2 separate regions of the Rattus norvegicus genome follow, and region 1 is linked to region 2. A link is a contact called in public Hi-C data. All regions are on one chromosome and are shown on one strand. The core of a region is the stretch at or near the end of the contact, and the rest is flanking DNA. Distances in the headings are between cores, read along the strand shown.

Evidence for each region. A called contact is a pair of places that touch in the nucleus more often than the background predicts.
Region 1: a Hi-C map of Schwann cells shows a contact between it and region 2, with 4 times the contacts expected there. The contact joins the enhancer-like site here to the promoter of Arid1a in region 2. A contact is called at or near these places in 8 of 12 Hi-C or Micro-C datasets (the A7r5 cell line, the Rat2 cell line, Schwann cells and 4 more) and 1 of 1 datasets of contacts at active chromatin or transcription factors (oligodendrocytes).

The regions. Positions count from the first base shown.
Region 1 is chr5:151,339,128-151,341,931 of GRCr8, forward strand. No RefSeq gene overlaps it. Among named protein-coding and RNA genes, the nearest start is that of Rps6ka1, 62 kb to the right of the region's middle. Within about 2 kb of position 1,369, at least 10 of the 93 cell types and tissues checked have an H3K27ac peak or open chromatin away from gene starts, as enhancers often do. A contact at or near this core is called in the A7r5 cell line, Schwann cells and liver, where this site is marked.
Region 2 is chr5:151,264,136-151,266,835 of GRCr8, forward strand. It overlaps Arid1a (AT-rich interaction domain 1A), which reads right to left and starts at 1,251. Exons shown (of 20, transcript NM_001401279.1): 1 at 1-1,251. The coding sequence starts at 877.

The DNA of each region.
Region 1 (2,804 bases), core at 119-2,618, 75 kb after region 2:
CATTCAGGCAGGTTGGCCGCGAACAAAGAAAACTCACTTCACACACACCAGCCCTAAACCTCCACTCTCAGGACAAAAGTGTCCCTCGGCAATGTTTTCCACATGGCTCTGCTGAAGGGCCATTCACTCACTTCGACCCTCTTTTTCTTGGGAGACAAAGGCACCTTTGGGCTGAAGTGACACGGGAGAGTTAGAATCAGATTTGTTATCGGAATTGCAGCCCTCAATTTTAGCAAGAGGCTCAATCTGTCTACGGCTACCACAGCAAGGCGGCCTTTACAATCCGGGAGCACCGGGCCAACTATGCACCTGCAAATATACCACAGAAGACATTGCAGGTTCCAAGCACTTTGAAAACCGATACTTAAACAGTCTCGAGGGACCCGATCCCCCACGTCGGGGATAATAGCTGCTTTGGAATCTGCTATTGGCACCAGAAAGCGTCCTCTGAAGTCACTCAAAAGCCATTTTTATTGTGCATTTGCAAACAAAGAGCCTCACCTCGCCAAAACAAAGTCTGTTACCAAATCAGGGTGGGAAGTCAAACTCATCCCAGGAAGAGTCAATTACCCTGGCAATTTTGTGAGGGGCTGGGAAGCGATTCCTGAGGGAGAGCAGCTCATGGAGGGTGGGTAGAGGGCTTCTGGAAGGGGGCTAGCTTCCAAAACTTTTCCTCCGTGAGAAGGGTGTTCCATTAACTCTGAAACCCTAGCAATTACAACAGAAGGGCCTCCGTGACTTCTGGTTATAAACTTTTTATGATTATTAACTGGGGAAATGTAGATTATGTGGAATTTTTAACAATGAACTTTAAAGCAACCTTGGCTCCTTTCTAAGGGACTTGCTTATCTGCAGTGTTGTAACCCGAAGCTCAGAGTCGGTGTTGGCGACCCTCGTGTCCCTCGCCTGAAAAGCGACCTTCTTACGGGACTCACTTCCTTGATAAGCAGGCAGATGCTCACCGCGCTGTTTATCTGGGGAAAGAAATACGTGTGGGAAAAGAAGCAATTTTCTTCTCATTGCGATTAAATAAAGTCATGATCGCCTGTTGTGGGATTAGCCTGCCACCTGTTGGTCAAAAGGAGAACAGCAGGGAAATAGGGACGAAAGCGCCCATCTAAGGGAAGGGTTTTGATGTAGTCAAAACCTTTCTGCCTCTTTCTCTCCTATTTCCTGTCTGTCTGTCTGCCCGCCCACCCACCTGCCTGTCTCTCTGTCTGTCCGCCCCCTCCCTTTCAACGGTTTACTGGTTTGTTATATGAACAGAGGTACTCATAAAAATGGAACGTGGGTCGGTGAGATGCCTCAGTGTGTAAAGGCACTTTCTGGCAAGCCTAAGAACTGAGTTCAATCCCCGCGACCCACGTGGGTGGATCGCACCAACGCCCACTGGTTGCCCTCTGACTTCCGCACAGACGGTGCTACGTACACACAGGGATTGTAACTGAAAGGTTTCCTGTATGTCAGGAAAAGAAATAGAATGAATAGTCCAAATAAAACTATGAAATAAATGTCAAGAATAGAGAACTGAGGGGTTGGGGATTTAGGTCAGTGGTAGAGCGCTTGCCTAGCAAGCGCAAGGCCCTGGGTTCGGTCCCCAGCTCCGAAAAAAAGAACCAAAAAAAAAAAAAAAAAAGAATAAAGAACTGATGTCACAAGGCTTTCCACAGGAAGGCAGAGGGGAAGTGCTATTATTAAGAGCTTGTTAGGGGCTGGAGAGATGGCTCAGCGGTTAAGAAGAGCACTGACATGGGTTGGGGATTTGGCTCAGTGGTAGAGCGCTTGCCTAGGAAGCGCAAGGCCCTGGGTTCGATTCCCAGCTCCGGAAAAAAAAAGAAAAAAAAAAAAAAAAAAAAAAAAAAAAAAAAAAAAAAAGAGCACTGACCGCTCTTCCAGAGGACCTGAGTTCAATTCCCAGCAACCACATGGTGGCTCACAACCATCTGTAATGGGATCTGGTGTGGCTGAAGACACTTATATAGAATAAATAGATAATTTTTTTAAAAAATTCTCTTGAACAAACTGTTTACCACCGCTTACACTAAACTTGACGAAGTGTGTACAGGACTGTGTTAGCTCTGCTGACCCCTGATCCTACTGACCCCCAACCCCAGATTGGGCAAACAGTTTATTTTTAAAGATAAAGAGAAGGGGTTGGGGATTTAGCTCAGCGGTAGAGCACTTGCCTAGCAAGTGCAAGGCCCTGGGTTCGGTCCCCAGCTCCGAAAAAAAGAAAAAAAAAAAAAAGATAAAGAGAAGATGAGGCTTGAGGATCCAAAGTGCAAGGTTATCCTGGGCTACATACTTCCAGCCCAGCCTAGGCTACATGAGATCCTGTCTCAAAAACAAAACAAAACAAAACAAAAACAAAAACGAAGAGAAAAGCAAGCAAACACAGGCTGGTTCATGGATTTTGAACTTATGTTTCTGCAGACCCAAGGAAATTGAGGTAATTGAGACTGTTTCTTCAGTTTTAATATTCAATATAGAGAACACAGAGGATTATCTTGAACTCAATATCCTTCATCTCCTCCATCTTTCTTTTTTAAAAAAAAATGTATTAATTATATGTGAGTACACTGTAGCTGTCTTCAGACACACCAGAAGAGGGCATCGGATCCCATAACAGATGGTTGTGAGCCACCATGTGGTTGCTGGGATTTGAACTCAGGACCTCTGGAAGAGCAGTCGGAACTCTTTTTTTTTTTTTTTTTTTTTGGAGCTGGGGACCGAACCCAGGGCCTTGCGCTTGCTAGGCAAGCGCTCTGCCGCTGAGCTAAATCCCCAACCCCCAACCCCCAGTC
Region 2 (2,700 bases), core at 1-2,500:
GGTTGAGGGTGGGGGTGGCGGTGGGCTGGGGAGTTCCCCCGCCGGCCGCTGAGGGGCCGCCTCCCCCCATGGCCCCGAAGCGCTGCGGAGCGAAGGACGAAGACGACGAGGAGGCAGAGGCGCTGGAGGAGGGAGGCGGCTTGGAGCCCGCGGCCGCCGCGCCGGAGCCCGGAGTGCCACCTCTCGGGGAGCTCAGCGCGTAGGCCTGGGGAGGCGGGGGGTAGGCGCTGCGGTTGGGGTAGTAGGAGTTGTACTGGTGGTTGGGGAAGCCGTGGTCGTGCGAGTTCTGCTGGGGCCCGGCGTAGGGCTCCAGGCCCCCGCCACCGCCGCTCTGCAGCGCTGCCAGGCCAGGGCTTTGTTGTCCGCCATGTTGTTGGTGGAAGACGGCGGCCGCCGCGGCGGCGACGGCAGACGGGCTCCGGCCGTAGGGTTGCCCGAAGCCGTAGGCTGGGGGCGGCAGGGCGGCCGCGGCTGAGTGAGGAGGCGCCCCCACCCCGTCGCTGCTGCCGCCGCCGCCGCCGGGCGGCTCCGTGAGGTTATTGTTCAGGGCGGGCCTAGGGCCCGCGTTCCCGTTCGAGTTCTTCAGGTCCGGCTCCGCGCCGGGCCCGCCGCCGCTGCCGGCTCCGCCGCCGCCGCCACCCCCATTGCTCTCGGCCCCGTCCTGCAGCTCCTTTCCCAGCGGCTGCGGCGGCCCCACAGCGGGGCCCTCGCTTTCCTGCCCGGCGGCTGCCTTCATTTCCCCGCGCTCGGCCGCTGCCGCCGCCGCCTCGCCCCCCGCCTCCTCCCGCTGTTGCTGCTCGGCTTTCTTCAGCTCCGAGGGCGGCGGCGGCGGGTTGCCCAGGCTGCTGGCGGCGGCGGGGGCGACCTGCGCGGCCATGATCCCCGCTGTCTCGTCCGCGGAGAGACCCGGCCCTGTCTTCGTCTTCTCCCCCCTCCCACCCCGCCCCGGGGCCGAGTCCCCCGGGCTGCCCTCCCCACCCGCCCGGGCGGGCCTCGCGGGGCTCCGCTGCTGCGCTGCGCTCGCTCCTCTCCCCCCCGCCCCGCCGGCTCAGGCTCCGGGCTGGCGGCGGAGGAGGAGGAGGAGGCGGCGGCGGCAGCCGAGGCGCCGGCGGCTCAGCTGCTCCCGGCTCTGTCGGCTCGGGACCCGGCTCTCCCGGCTCATTCCCCCCAAGCCCTTGCCTGGGAATGAGGGGGGCGGTGGAGGCTCCGCTCCCCAGGGCCTGGCCCCGCTGTGACTCTCCGCTTTCTGCTGCCGGAGAAAGGAGGAGGGAGGGAGGGAGGGAGGCGAGGGGGAGGGGGCGGGAAAGGAGGGAGGGAGCGGGGGGGAGGGGGGACCCGGGACGGGCGGGCTGGAGGGCGCGCGGCGGCGGACGGGGCGCCGGGAGGCAGAGTAGGAGCGCTGCTCCGGCGGGCGCCCTGCCTCGCCTCCCCGGCCGCGGCTCGGGCCGAGGCTGCTGCGCGGCGGCGGCAGGCGAGCGAACGAGCGGGCGGGCGGGCGGGCGGGCGGGCGGCGGGACTGAGCAGCTAGAGCGCCCCACTCTCCTCCGAGTCCCCCTCACTCCGACACGAGGCTCAGCACTGCCATTTTACCCAGCGCCGTCGCGGCCGCCTGAAAAACCCGGAGTGGAGCGCGGAGCGGGCGCAGGCCGTGGAATGGACTCGCTCCCTTCCCCTCACAAAGGAGGAGGGGAGAGAACGAGCCGCGGCGGCGGCAAGCCCTCAGCCTCTTTCGCTCGGCAGCGCCGCCGCCGAAGGCTTCGGGGAAAACCCGGCCCGGAGCCCGCGCCTCCGGAGCCTGCGCCGCCTCTCTCGCGGCGTTCCCATCCTGGCCTGTCCCCTCCTGGCCGATCTGAAGGGAGCGGGCCGCGTGAACTTTACCCGCGCCTGCAAAATTGGCCTGAGCCCGAAACCGCGGCCGCAGCGGCCGGGACCTGACCCCCTGGCACAGGGCCTGGTCTCTTGGCTGCGACTTAGCACCTCCGCAGCACTTTTCTTCTTCAAAGCCTTTTGCAGACCTGCTCTTGAGACCCAGCTGAGTGAGCCCTGCTTTTTGCCCCCTTTGGCTAGCCCCAAAGGAGGACTGACCATTGTTCAAACTATCGGTTCTCCATGCCCTGCCCTCATTAGCCCTCCCTGACAAGGCCTTGGGGGCATGAGGTCTGGATTATCCCCCATTTTACCAACAGACAGAAGAGAGAGAGGACTGCCCAGGTCACTTAAAGTCAGAGGGCAGAAGAGTGTAGCTATAAAAAGTGGAGTCGCCAAAGCTGCATCTTGTCTACTTAGCCTGAGAAAAGGAGGAAAGGAGAAAAGAGAGGCACTTACGTTGTGAACAAATCCAACAACAGGATCAGTGTCAGGAGGTTTGAAATCGAACGTGGTCATCCCACCACTTCTCTTAAAATGGTGGCTACTGATGCTTTGGGGGCTTAAGACAGTCCTCCAGGCAAACCAAGCTCCATTAGCACTTCCTAAGGGAACCTAGCTCACAATGGCCAGTAGCCCCAATCTCCAAAAGTACCTTGAAGATGTAAACAAGCCCACAGAAAAGGCTCCAGGGACTGGAAGAACCTCAGTGTTCAAAAACCACTGCAAAAGAGGGATGCAGAAAATGGAAACCATTTCCTCTTTAAAGAGAGAAAAAGCAGAGCCTAATAGGTCACACAAAACGGATGCCCCTCAGATCTGCTGTCTCTCCTA